Linked DNA regions of Sus scrofa: regions 1 and 2 are each linked to region 3. Evidence: chromatin contacts called from public HiChIP or PLAC-seq data. All regions are on one chromosome and are shown on one strand. Each heading gives the region's core, a stretch centred on a gene start, on an enhancer-like site or on the middle of the called end of the contact. The rest is flanking DNA. Distances are from core to core; before and after follow the strand shown. Region 1 has its middle 130 kb from the start of PIK3R1. Region 2 has its middle 34 kb from the start of CD180. Region 3 has its middle 360 kb from the start of CD180.

Region 1 (4,231 bases), core at 791-3,290, 350 kb before region 3:
ACGTCTGCAAATAAGCTCAGGTATCTGCCCAGATTCTTCCCTTGTGCACATGACCCTCTAGTTGCTATTCCATTTCTCAGCTCCCCATCACAGTCAGATCTCTTTAAAACCTTGTCTTGGCACAGCCTTCACACAGGCTCCGGTGTGGTTCCTGCCCTGCCATGTTATCCCCCTTCTCATTCTCTTCATATGCCGACTTCACAACCTACTCTGATATACATCGTCCTGCTATTAGCTGTGCTTAGATTACATTATGATGCCTAAAAACTCTCCACCTTTGAGCGCAGTAGTATCATTTGTATAGATTTTTTCTTGCATGATTTTTTGTATGTCCTAGAATTAATACTCCTTTTAAAAAATTCTTAATTTTCTATTTCCCATTACCATTTTTGTCAATGACCCAATGGTACTATAAACCGCCCTCTTAATATTTCCCATGCTTTGCATCCATCTTATTTTTTTCCTCCCTGGAGATATCCCTCTAGGAATCCTCCATCCTTTTGTTTTAATCTCAACCTGTTGTTCTCTAGGCCTTCTACTCAGCTGTCTTCTGGGGGCCTCCCTTGATTGTCACCTGATGACATAACTGTGGTTCAAGAAATCTTCTCTGGCAGTCTTTTGTGGGACATATTGGAGCCAGGAGAGATGAAAGCAAGAAGACTAATTCAGAGGACTTTGGAGTGAGCTCAGCCTTGAGATAATTAGAAGAACTTCAAATGCATGCTATGGAGTGAGTCAGAGTCTCTTTTCAGGTTCAGTGATAATATTTCCAAAAGATTTTGTTATTATCATTGTTGCTATTAGTATTATTATTCCTGTATAGGTCAGGGTTCAATCACACAAGCAGGGTCACTATGAGTCAAATAGGATAAGACATTTACTTTGTAGAGATTTTACACAATTCTGAGAGGCGAGGGGAGTGGAAGACCCGAGGATTCACCAGCTAGTCAAACTAGAAGCCAACCCTGTCCAGCCACTGAAGTGGGATCATGAGGGGTATGGGAAAAGTCTGAGTCCTCAGCCTTTTGTCTAGAGATGGTTCCGAGCCACTGTTAGTCAGTAGGGTCAACAATCTGGAAGAAGGGCTGGGGAGCAGAGGGGAGCCAGGAGAACCTGGATCTTCTGGCATCTCCACATCTATCTTCTGGTATCTCCACATCTATCTGGCACTTCTTCTATGACATCCAGAGAGTAACAGACTTGCACTTTTTTTCTGCACAAGTACCTCTTTGGGCCAACTCTAGAACACAGTTCCAGCTTAACCAAACTGACAGCTGGTTATTACCAACTGAATTGTGTGTCAGTCTCTCTTGCCACTTTCCAAATTCATATATTGACATCCTAACCCCACCCCACCCCTAGAACCTCAGAATGTGACTGTATTTGGAGACAGGATCATCAAGTAGTGATTAAAGCTAAATGAGGTCATTAGGGTGGGCTCAATCCAATACGTTTGGTATCCTCAGAAGAAGAGAAGATGAGGACATAGACATAGAAGCAAGGCCGTGTGAAGACAAAGGGAGAAGACAGCCATCTACAAGCCAAGGAAAGGAGCCTTGGCAGTATCAACCTTGCCGGTGCTTTAGTCTAAGACTGCCAGCTTCTAGAACTATGAGAAAATGAATTTCTGACATTTAAGCCACCCAGCCTGCAGTACTTTGTCATGATAGCCCTAGTAGTCTAACACACTGGTCAATCCAACACCATGCCTTACAACTGTATATTGCTTTATATATGGCAAAACATTTCAGCATAGTAAGAATAGCAAGCACTGATAATCATAGCTAACGTGTATACAGGGTTACTATGTGTTAGACATTGTTCTAAGCACTTTACATGTATTAACCAATTTAATCCACACATCAACCCTATGAGATAATCATTTTCATTCCCATTTTACAGATGAGGAAAACAAAGCACAGATAATTCAGTTAATTTGCTTGAAGTCCTACAGCTTGTAAATGCTGAAGCCAGGATTCAAGCCCTGGCATTCTAATCCCGTGACCTCATGCTGCCCTTGACTCTGGCCTCCCCAGCATCTGACCTTTCTTTCCACTTGTGTGGCGTCACCCTGCTCACACAGGCACAGCTCATGCTTCATCTTCCCCTTTAGGGACGTGAATCTAACTTCCTTGTCCTTTTGGTGGATTTCTGCTTTTGTTCACAGGGGAAATCTGTGGGGGAACCCGTGTACGTTTCCCATGGCACTCACCCAGCTTCTTGCTTCCCTAACCACGGGGCTGTTGACCCCAGGTCTCTATTTCCCATAAAGGAAAGCCTCATTCCCGGAGTGGTGGGGTCATCATGTGATAGAACATTGTTCAGATGACAGATAGAGTCAGGTAGCCTGCCGGCCTGCCTGCCTGCCTACCTGCCTTCTTTCTTTCCCTTTCTTTCTTTCTTTCTTTCTTTCTTTCTTTCTTTCTTTCTTTCTTTCTTTCTTTCTTTCTTTCTTTCTTTCTCTCTCTCTCTCTCTCTCTCTCTCTCTCTCTCTCTCTCTCTCTCTCTTTCTTTCTTTCTTTCTTTCTTTCTTTCTTTCTTTTTTCTTTCTTTCTTTCTTTCTTTCTTTCTTTCCTTGTCTTTTTAGGTCTGCATCTGTGGCACATGGAGGTTCCCAGGCTAGGGGTCCAGTCGGAGCTACAGCTGCTGGCCTACACCACAGCCCCAACAACTCTGGATATGAGCCACATCTCTGACCTATTCCACAGCTAATGGCAATGCTGGATCCTTAACCCATTGAGCAAGGCCAGGGATCGAACCTGAGTCCTCAGAGATACTAGTTGGGTTTGTTAACTGCAGAGCCACCATGGCAACACCCATAGTCTCTATTTCCTTCTGGAAAAAAAATTTGATTTCAACGTCACTTCTCTTGATAGTGGTCAAAACAGTTCTCCTGCCTTAGATCATGTGATTATTCAGCAGCTCTCTGTCATCCAAATCGTCAGTTCCAGAAGGGGTCAGTCTCACTCCCAGAAATGACGCATCTCCGAAGCGTCTCTTGCTTATACCAAAATGCACGAATATTTGTGAACACAAAGAAGTGTGTCTATCTGAATAGGTCAGTGATCTCTGGCACCCTGAACCCTTGCTTGTAACTATGGGGTGTTCCTACCATGAAGAAGAAAAGATGGAAATGACTGTCTGTTTCCACAGATAACTTTTCTTTTCTGACCCTGAATTCATTTTGTGTGTGGTAGTGACCATCACGAGAAGGGGAGGAGGGAGGTGTGTGGCATATGATCAGATGATTCTTTTCCATTTTAAATGCTTCCTCTCTCTGACCTCTAGTTTAGGATAGCTGAGTCCCGACCATTGGGCCTGAGCTACAGGCCTGTTTGCCACAGAGCACTGAGCCCAGGACTCTGTATTAGCCAGAGAAGCAGGTAGCTTTGGCAGGTGCCAAGTGAACACAGATGCCCTCACTTCTTCTGGGAAAGTGACCCCACTCTAAATTACTGGGCTATTTCTATCCTTTTGTCTACTGCCAAACTTCTCAAAGACCATCTGTATCTGTCAGAGCTCTTGGTTACAAACCACAGACACTAGCTCTGGGTGAATTAAAGCAGCAAAGGTATGGACTATAAGGACACCATGGAGCTAACAGAATGGATGGGATGGCCAGAAGGAAAAGAGGAGCAAAGAGGCCTGACTCCAGAAGGCCAGGGGCAGAGATACACTCAGGACTGTGCTCTAAGGAGAAGGTCGTGAGAACGCCACCCTGGCCAGGCGTAGCCATGACCCGACTAGCATTTCAGTGTGTCACTCTCTCAGATAATCTCTTGTGCTTCCTTCATCTTAGGGTCACTCTCTTCGGACTGGCTGAGAGTGGACCAGTATTGGTGGAAGCTGGAGGGTCAAAATGATTTGTGGAGACAACAGTGTAAAAGCTTGACTGGGAGTTCCTGTTGGGGAAATGAATTGGACTAGGATCCATGAGGATGCAGGTTCGATCCCTGGCCTAGCTAAGTGGGTCGGGGATCTGGTGTGGCCATGAGCTGTGGTGTAGGTGGCAGATGCAGCTCGGATCTCATGTTGCTGTGGTGTCGGCTGGCAGCTATAGCTCCAATGTGCCACCTAGCCTGGGAGGAACTTTCATATGTCACAGGTTCAGCCCTAAAATGCAAAAAGCAAAAAACAAAAACAAAAACAAAAACAAAAAACAAAAAAGCAAAAAAAAAAACTTGACTGACTCTCCATAAATGCACACAAATTTCCCTGACTTCCAGGGGCT
Region 2 (4,512 bases), core at 158-2,657, 330 kb after region 3:
GAAGTTCTATGTATAGATTTCTAAGGTATCTCCAAACTGTTCTCCATAGTGGCTGTACCAGTTTCCATTCCCACCAACAGTGCAGGAGGGTTCCCTTTTCTCCACAGCCCCTCCAGCTCTTGTTATTTGTGGATTTATTAATGATGGCCATTCTGACTGGTGTGAGATGGTATCTTGGACTTGGAGAAGAGACTTGTGGCTGCCTGATGGGAGGGGGAGGGAGTGGGAGGGATCGGGAGCTTGGGCTTATCAGACATAACTTAGAATAGATTTACAAGGAGATCCTGCTGAATAGCATTGAGAACTTTGTCTAGATACTCATGTTGCAACAGAACAAAGGGTAGGGGAAAAAATGTAATTGTAATGTATACATGTAAGGATAACCAGACCCCCTTGCTGTACAGTGGGAAAATTAAAAAAATTAAAAAAAAAAAAGAGAGAGACAAAAGAAAAAAACAAACAGGTAATTCATATACTCTTTTGAGGATTACATCATTAAATCCATTGGAAACATCATTCAGCCTTTAAAAGTCTTTAATTCTTTCAATTATGAAAAAGACTATTTTGTGGATTCACATGGTGAAAAATGAGAGGGAAGGAGTAAAAACATGAGAATGTTGGCCAGAGAATATCCACTTGTGAGTCTAACTTAGAGTACTGAGGCGGTAAAGGACCTTCCCTGGGCAGAGAGGTCCAAAGGGAAGGTGACCTCCTGATTTAAAGGTCATCAGATACACACACATACATACACACAGGCACACACATTAATACACATGTACTGGAACGAACATCCACTTCATAGGCATAAACATAGGGTTTAAGCCAAGCTTCTTCTATGGAAAGACATTTGTCTTACAGGGCTTCAGAACTGGGACTCAAAAGTTAAGGTGTCAAGTGGAAGACGAAACCGAGAAAAGACAATCTTTGCCTATTGGAGATTGTGATTAACAGCAGAAAAAAGGCTTAGCACTGGCAGATGATAAATGGGAGGGGAGTAAAACAGTGGAGAGAATTAGATACCTGGCTGTGAGAGGGAAGCGGCAACTTGGAGCAACCAAAGGAAGCTCTGAGTGGGCCACAGAAATCATCAAAGCCCAATGTATTATCCTCTGAGTGAGGAGTCCTGGAGGCCTGCCAAATTCAGACATGCAACTCTGCTGGCCTTTCCAGGTCTGAGCGACTCCTAACCAGACTAAGGACTATGACCGAGGAGTGAATTCCTTTTCCTTCCTGGTGACCCTGTATTACTTTCCAGTAAGTTCTCCTCTGGTACAATTGTTCCTTTATCTGCACAGGAAGGGAATTTGTGATTCCTTCTGGAAACAGGAGTGCTATGGATGCCGGGCTCACTCTCTTGGCTGCTGGCTCAGAGTCTGATCATACACAGACCTGGAAGGAAGCCCAATCATGTGTGGACTGTGATGCAACAGCCTGGCTCGCCACCAAGCTGGGTGGCGGCTTTAACTCTCTAGGACCCAGTAGCATTTTGGTGACCTTTAAGCAAAAATCACCATGACTCCAATAGTATAAAACAGAGGACAAATCAAGCCTAGTGCTGGTGTTTCTACATAAAGCTTTATTGGAACACAGCCATGCTCATTTATGTAAGTTCCCCTATTGCTGCTTTCACATAAAAAAAAGTCAGAGTCGAGTAGCTGGGACAGTAACCACTGGCCTGCAAAGCCTAAATTATTTATCATCTGGCCCTTTATGGAAAAAGTTGGCCAACCACTGGTTTAAATGAAGGATCATCAAACAAAGGCAGTGTGGTCTATCAGAAGGACCATGAGAAGGGGACTCCCAAGGTCTGGGTTCTAGCCCTGGTTCTGTTAGAAAACATTTGGCTCTCCAGCTCTGAGTGATCTTAAATGTCTCTTCTAGCTGCAAAAGATACAAAAACTCTGTGATTTAAGCATTTGGCAAAGTACAGGGTTTCAGATGCCAATTTTACTGCCCAATGTTTTCCATTTTCCAAAAAAATGTCATTTTTTTCTGTTTGTAATCCAAGGATTGTGATATTTAAAATCGTTAGATTGGAATCGATACCTTGTGCTTAAAAAAGAAACAAACACACATGCACACACCCACACACCCACACTCACACACATCAGAGCAAACCATCCAGCCCAATAGTATAAGCATAGTGTTTCACATCCAGGCTCCCTGCACTAACCTTCCATGGGAAAGACATACATCTTCTAGGGCCTCATCACTTGCTCAGTGAAAGCTGCTGTGTCTAGGGCCTCACCATCTGTAAAACTATGATCAAAACATCACTATTCGGTTACTACCTAAGACACAGCTGTAGAATTATGGAGAAGAGTTTTTACAAAACTGAGCAATTGTCTGAGTATGTCTCCTGACTGAGGAGTAAAAATGCCTGGTTCACAAAACATTTCACACTTTATAGCACATTTATATGGTGGATGCTATCCTATGCCCTTGTATCCTATACTATCTTTACTTAGTGGTTACTTTATGAGACTTGCAACCATTTTCCAAACATCTCTTGGTCTGAGAAGAACATAACTTAGAGAAGCTGGTTGTAAATGAAGGTTTCCGTCTTTGTCTAGGTTCTTCCCAAAAGTAGAGCCTGAGACAAGATCAATAATTTTGGGAAGTGATTCCAAGGAACAGAAGTAGAGGACTAGGAAGATTTAAACAGAGAAAGAGGGCAAGCCAATCCAAGGCCCCTTCATTGAACTAGTCACTGGGATGGGCAACTGCAGCTCCTTCCCCCCTGATGCTCTGAATTGCCTTGTAGAATGAGGCCCCAACATCTTTCTGAATAATATGGGGTGGAGGAGTACTTATCCCCCAACTCCCATTATTGCCCCAGTGTATGCATGGAGCAAGGTGGTTAACCTGGTCACTGCAAGCAGCAGCCTGGGTGTCAGAAAGCAAGAGGTATGCGGTGCAGTTAAGGCAAAGACCTGATGGGTCACAACTGCACAAAGCTGTCACAGCAATGGCTGGAGTCAAAAGGCGAAGAAGATATAAGGAAGGGAGCAGGAAGTGACCCATACAGCGTGTAATGCTTAAATTTTACTAGCCCATTCTCCAAATACACCATCAATTAGGTTAGCCTGATGACAGTGCTCCGTCACCCAACATCAGATGAGCCCCTGTCTCATGCTAGGACCCTGGAAGAAGGAGATGAAGACACTGCCCCTGTGTTCAAGGAGAATCCCATTTAATAGAAGGATACTATTCTGTAAATAAACCGTGTTAGTGAATTCAGATCAACACTACCAGTTAATATGTGAACCCAGATTCTCCCTACTCTGTTGGATGGGAAGCAAGGAATGGAGGTCAACATAAAGGAAGGCTTTAGAAAGAGGGTGACACCTGAGAGGTTTCAAAGGACCAATAGGAGTTTTCCAGGAAGTAAAGCAGGATGGAATAATAAATCACCTATGCAGAGTCATGGAAGTTGGAGAAGTCAGGATGTGTGCAGGAAAATACAAGGGCTTTAGGAAGTTTAAAACAGAGACAATGTGTGGGGAAATAGCCACCCATGAAGAGGGAGCTGAGCCCAGACCATGATACCCTGGATCCCATCCTAAGTACCTTGAACTCCTTCCTATTAACAAAAAAAGAACATGGAAAGATTGTTTAAAAAAAAAAAAAAGGGGAGTTATTCAATTTGCTTTTAAAAAAGATAACTCCAGTAACTTCTTGGAAGGGAGTTTATATCATCTCAAAAGAATTTCGGGGTAAATTAAAGTTTGTATATCTTGATGATCCCAAGATTAAAATAATTCAGCTCCGTAAAACATTTCAATTCAAAGAATATACAATAACATATTTTTCTGTAAATGTAAAGAACATTATAACTAAATTTAACACAGGACTAAATGAAAACCTTTGCAAAGTTTCATCAAAGCAGAGACTTTTGTGAGACTGTATGTCTGTTATTCATTATTTTATGTTCACAGCACTTTGCAATGCAGGCCTAGAAATAATTTAAACCACTGGTCATTTCCCTAGCCCTTTACCTCTGTGAAGCAATGTGGTAATTCAGGAAGACTGCTGCCAGGACTCAATCCAAAAGTATAGGTTTTTCCCACATTGTTGAAAATAAAATCAGTCATTTAGGTTTTTGTTGAGATCACAAACAACAGGCATCTAATAAATGAAACTGCATTTCTAAACTTAAATTTGGCAAAATAGCAATTCTAAGGTTCCCTAAATGAATCTGTGTGCCAAATACAAGAGGCAGGGTCATATCAATGGAGGAAGAAGAAGGCAAAAATGTGAAACTAAACATGAAGGGACAGACACAGAGACAAACGAAAGATTTAAAGGATCAACAAACATGCGAAGCTCAGAATGAGGAAGCACTTCATTTCTCCCTTGCCAGACCATTCAAAATAGCTGATATTGATGTTGGGTGGCCAGATCTATGACCCATTTCTTTTTTTTTTTTTTTTTTTTGTCTTTCTGCTTTTTCTTTGGGCCGCTCCCGCGGCATATGGAGGTTCCCAGGCTAGGGGTCTAATCGGAGCTGTA
Region 3 (4,619 bases), core at 228-2,727:
ATGAGCTGTGGTGTAGGTCACAGATGCGGTTCGGCTCTTATGTTGCTGTGGCTGTGGCATAGGCCTGTAACTTTAATTCGACTCCTAGCCTGGGAACCTCCATGTGCCATGTGTGTGGCCCTAAAAAGCAAAAAAAGAAAAAAAGTGAACTCTAGAAGAGTCCCACATCTCATCCTTGAGAACATTTCCAGGCTGGAGGACATGGGGAGGAACCCAATCAGACCTAGTGGTTTATCTGTATTAATGAGACAAAGTTTGGAGTTCAGCAGGTGGCTAGAATTTGCAAGGCCAAGTACCAGAGAGGAAAGAGGTTCACAGAGAAAGAAAGAGCTGCAGAGATTTACTGAGGGTCAAGTCCAAGTCTGTGTCTAAGTACTGGCTTGTGCATGCATGTGAGGAAACCAGGGGGAAATCATCATAAAGGAGTAGATGAAATAATCCCAGCAGCTGATGCAAAGTTGGGACCAGTTTGTTTTTCCAACACCCAGAGACTAAGGATCTTCTAATTCACAGGATACTGAGCAGAGTCCTCACAGAGTATTGCCTCAATACTGGGGGATAATCAGTCTTTGAGTCAAGTCTGTTCTGGATGCACCCGAACAAAGCTCAAAACCAAGAATCAAACTGATTCTAATTAACTTAACTTCATCTCAGAAAAAAATGCCCAAATATTTAAAAAAATGCAAACATTTTAAAAAGAGAGAGAAAATATAATGTAGTTAAAATATAATGTAAAGAGAAAATATAATAACGATATAATAGTGTAACTATTATATATTTCACAGGATAGTGAAGGTAGAAGAAAGTGTGAGCACGATGAGCAATGTTAAATATAAAAAAGAATGGAATCAACTTTTAGAGATATAAAATACACTATCTGAGATTAAAAGTCCACTCAATGGGATTAACAATAGGTTAGATTTTACAAAAGATCACTAAATGTGAATATAGAACAACAGAAACTACCCAGACTGTAATACAGAGGGAAAAAATGTTAGCAGAACTTCAAGGGGCTGTGGGATGAGATCAAGTGACCTCACTAGAAGGAGAGGAGAAGGGTAGAGGGGCAGAAAGTATTTGAGAATATAACTGTTGCAAATTTCCCAAATGTAAAGTGATGTGTAGACCACAGAACCAAGAAGAGCAACAAATTCTAAGAAGAAGGAACATTCTAAGAAAAGCACACCTAGGCACAGCATAATCAATTGCTGAGAAACTGATGAAAAGAAAAAAAATCTTAGAAGCAACCAGAGGAAAATAAAACATTATGGAAGAACCAAAATAAAAATAAAAGCAAACTAATAGTCAAAAACAGTGAAGACCAGAAAATAACAGAGAAACATCCTTAGGGAAAAAAAAAGTCTCATAAAGTAAAAAAAAAAAAAAAAAAAAGCCTTTTGCCTTGAGCTTTGCTTTCTGTCTTAGGGAAGCATGATGTGATGTCTGAAACACAAGCTGCCAACGTGACAACATGAGGTAATAGCATGGGGACCAAAAAAAAAAAAAAAAAGATCATTCTAAGCATACCAGAGTAGAAAGATAGAGCCTGCTCTGATCCATTTTTCAGTTCCCAAATCAATCCTGAAACTCCTTCACTCTGGATTATTTATTAAGTAAATGGGAAACATACTTATTTGGGATCTGTGTCTCCCGTTTCTTTAATTTCTTCAGGAATGTGTGACTTCTAGTACTTTGAACAATTATCTTCACATTGCTTTTATTACTGTTCCTCTTTGGTTAGTTCAGTTCACTCCTCTTTGGGTAGAATTTATCATTTTCTCTTTGGCTCCTCAACTTAGAGGTCAATGCTTGCTGTTCTATATGCTTTCCCATCATCACTTGTTCCTCATTCTGCTATATTTTAATTCCTCATAAAATTGCCCAATGCTTGCTTGCCATATAATGTTCTTCCTCCATGTGTATTCTCCTTGACGTCTACAATATGCAAATTTTCATCTAAAACTCTTCGGCACTGACTTTCATGACATATATTATTTTGAAACTTCCCCATGTGTCTAACTGCTTCCTAGTGTTGTCAAAAACATACCATTCTCTTATTCCCTGACCACAGCTATTACCCAATAGTCAGTTCCTGGTATTCCTGCTGTTTCTCCTTTCTGGTAAAAAAAAACTCCTCATCACTCATGACTATAATCATTACATAAATGCAAATAATTTCTAGATCTGTATCTCCATACATTTAATCTATCACAAATTCAGTGTTATGTTTCCAAATGCACTCATTAGTCTAGAGAAGGTGTCTAACAGCTAACTCATCCTTATCCCTAATCCAGGTCCCTGTCATTATTCTACTACACCTATTGACTGGTACTACTATTGTACCAGTCACCAAACTTCAAATTCTAAATTCACCTTCAACTATTCTCTCTCTATCTTTGTTTAAAAGCATTCATATATTATGATCAAATCACCCTACTTTAGATTTTTATGATCTTCCACTTATAAAAATTCAATAGCTTTAGTTTTCTAGCCTTCAAATCCCTCTCCCTCCAATGAATTTACAACTATATTTCATCAAAAGCACAAGGCTAAAGCATTCGTTTCATCAATTACATTTAAAAGTGGCTTCATATTGCCTTCTGGATTCCTGAATCCAAAAGCAGCTTTCAAGTAGTTAAAACCTAGCACAACAGGAAGCTTTTAGAACACCATTATAACAGAGGCCTAAGATTGTTAATTATTTTTTATATAATACCCGCAAGAACCCAAGAGGTAGCAGCAATTAATTATAGGTGTGATTGGACTGTTAGCCATGGGTAATAAAGGTGGAATTCTGTTTTTTCAACTTTATATAGTTATTTTAAAAACAGGGTTTCCCAATTTCTGGCATGCATGTTATCAACAGAGTTGATCTTAGTAATAAACTTACAAATAACCTTCCTTCCTATGCAGAATTACAACTGCTAAATCAAACTCTATGTATTTTAACCAAACTGATGTTTCAAAGCCCACATTTTGACACAACTTGTCTTTCAGCACTTGTGTTATAATCCTCTATTTCCTCCTAATGTAATAAGTGTAAAATGTAGTTTTTCTTCATTTTGTCTTCAGTTTCCACGATATGATTTTCACAGATCATATATGCTGTTAAAATTAATAAAGGACACTTTTAATTGTGCATATATAAAAAGATTTGGGTTTAAATTAACAAAATATTAACAAAATTAACAATTATTTCAGCTACACTCTAAGATGATGAGAAATATGCTAATATGTCTAACATGAACATATATGCAGAGCGTGTCCTTTTCCACTTTGGACTGAGGTCTCAGTTTTTGACTAGATCAAATCAAAAAGACATGCTCCTTATTCCATTGACAAGGATGGAAAGGATTGCTCCAAGGCCTTCTAAATCTCTAATCAAGAAAATGTTCATGGCCTTTAATCCTAGGGTTCACCCTGATTATACTGACTTTGTTTATATTTTCCAAACCATAAATAATTAGTAATAATTTCATACTAGTAACACAATTTAATTTCTAGGGATGTTTCTAAGCTTGAAAGTTAGTTTGCAGGGGATGGCAACAGAATTTATTTCAAGGCTAGGCAGTTAGAATAATGGGAATAATGGATTAGAAGTTTAGAGTCTTGAGTTTTCCTCAGAGATCTGTAAGTAATCAACATTCTGACGTCGACCAATGTTTTTTACAATGTCCACAGAACTACTTGTAATATTTGATAAAATGTAAATAATGGAACTCCATTTCTGGAGCCTTTTTTTCAGTAGCTCTAGACTGGGGACCACATATTCACATATTAAGCAAGTCCCCCAGGAAAGGAGACATGTATTCATCTAACTACACATTGAGAATCACCTGAGGCAAGTCAACTCCTCTGGGCTTCAGTTTCTACATCTGTAAAAGGACTAAGCTTGATTAGATGACATTTTGGGGATATTCTCAGGTCTCAATGTTTTATGACTCAGTTAAAAGTTTCCTATTGCTAGGAATACAGTCTTAATCAATTCAACACAGGCGGTACTCAAGTGACTGGATCTCTCTTTTTTCATTAATGTAATGACTAAAGGATTTGTGTTCTATTTCTATATCTACCATTATCTTTTTTGTATCCATATTACCTCAAAGGTAGTCTTTCATGATTAATCTTAACATCTTCCGATCACAGAGTCTGACAGCAGAAGAAGCAACAGACCATCAAATATGGCTACCATCCCCCAATAAAATTCCAAATAGATGGTCATGCAGCCTGTGCTTGTCACTTCCATTATTGGGAACCCACTCTCCTGAAACATGGAAATATCTTCTTTCTCTTAAATGAAACTCTTTCTCATTAGAGGTTCTATCCCTATGTCCTGGCTCTGATATATGAGTCTACGCAGAATAAGCATAATTCCTCACCTATATGACAGCCATTTGAATACTATAGTCTTCATTCCATACTCAGTTTCAACTCTTCTTACACACAGTTTATGTTTAGTTGCCTTTCAGAGGATCTCTCCTAAGGTGTGTGCCCAGCTGTGGTCTGGGCAGGGACATTTACAGTAGGACCATGTAAAACCAAGGCGAGGGGGATACATTTCATGGTCACATCACAGGAAAAAGGGAATATCTCCCTAATACATTATTCAAGATTAGTTG

What was found. HiChIP or PLAC-seq counts read pairs in DNA pulled down with a chosen protein or histone mark.
Region 1: an H3K27ac HiChIP or PLAC-seq map of alveolar macrophages shows a contact between it and region 3. The contact joins two enhancer-like sites. A contact is called at or near these places in 1 of 47 Hi-C or Micro-C datasets (heart right ventricle) and 1 of 2 datasets of contacts at active chromatin or transcription factors (alveolar macrophages).
Region 2: an H3K27ac HiChIP or PLAC-seq map of alveolar macrophages shows a contact between it and region 3. The contact joins two enhancer-like sites. A contact is called at or near these places in 2 of 47 Hi-C or Micro-C datasets (embryonic fibroblasts and mesenteric adipose tissue) and 2 of 2 datasets of contacts at active chromatin or transcription factors (alveolar macrophages and skeletal muscle).

The regions. Positions count from the first base shown.
Region 1 is chr16:46,298,965-46,303,195 of Sscrofa11.1, reverse strand. No RefSeq gene overlaps it. Among named protein-coding and RNA genes, the nearest start is that of PIK3R1, 130 kb to the left of the region's middle. Within about 2 kb of position 2,040, at least 11 of the 83 cell types and tissues checked have an H3K27ac peak or open chromatin away from gene starts, as enhancers often do. A contact at or near this core is called in alveolar macrophages, where this site is marked.
Region 2 is chr16:45,619,291-45,623,802 of Sscrofa11.1, reverse strand. No RefSeq gene overlaps it. Among named protein-coding and RNA genes, the nearest start is that of CD180, 34 kb to the right of the region's middle. Within about 2 kb of position 1,407, at least 38 of the 83 cell types and tissues checked have an H3K27ac peak or open chromatin away from gene starts, as enhancers often do. A contact at or near this core is called in alveolar macrophages, where this site is marked.
Region 3 is chr16:45,946,404-45,951,022 of Sscrofa11.1, reverse strand. No RefSeq gene overlaps it. Among named protein-coding and RNA genes, the nearest start is that of CD180, 360 kb to the right of the region's middle. Within about 2 kb of position 1,477, at least 4 of the 83 cell types and tissues checked have an H3K27ac peak or open chromatin away from gene starts, as enhancers often do. A contact at or near this core is called in alveolar macrophages, where this site is marked.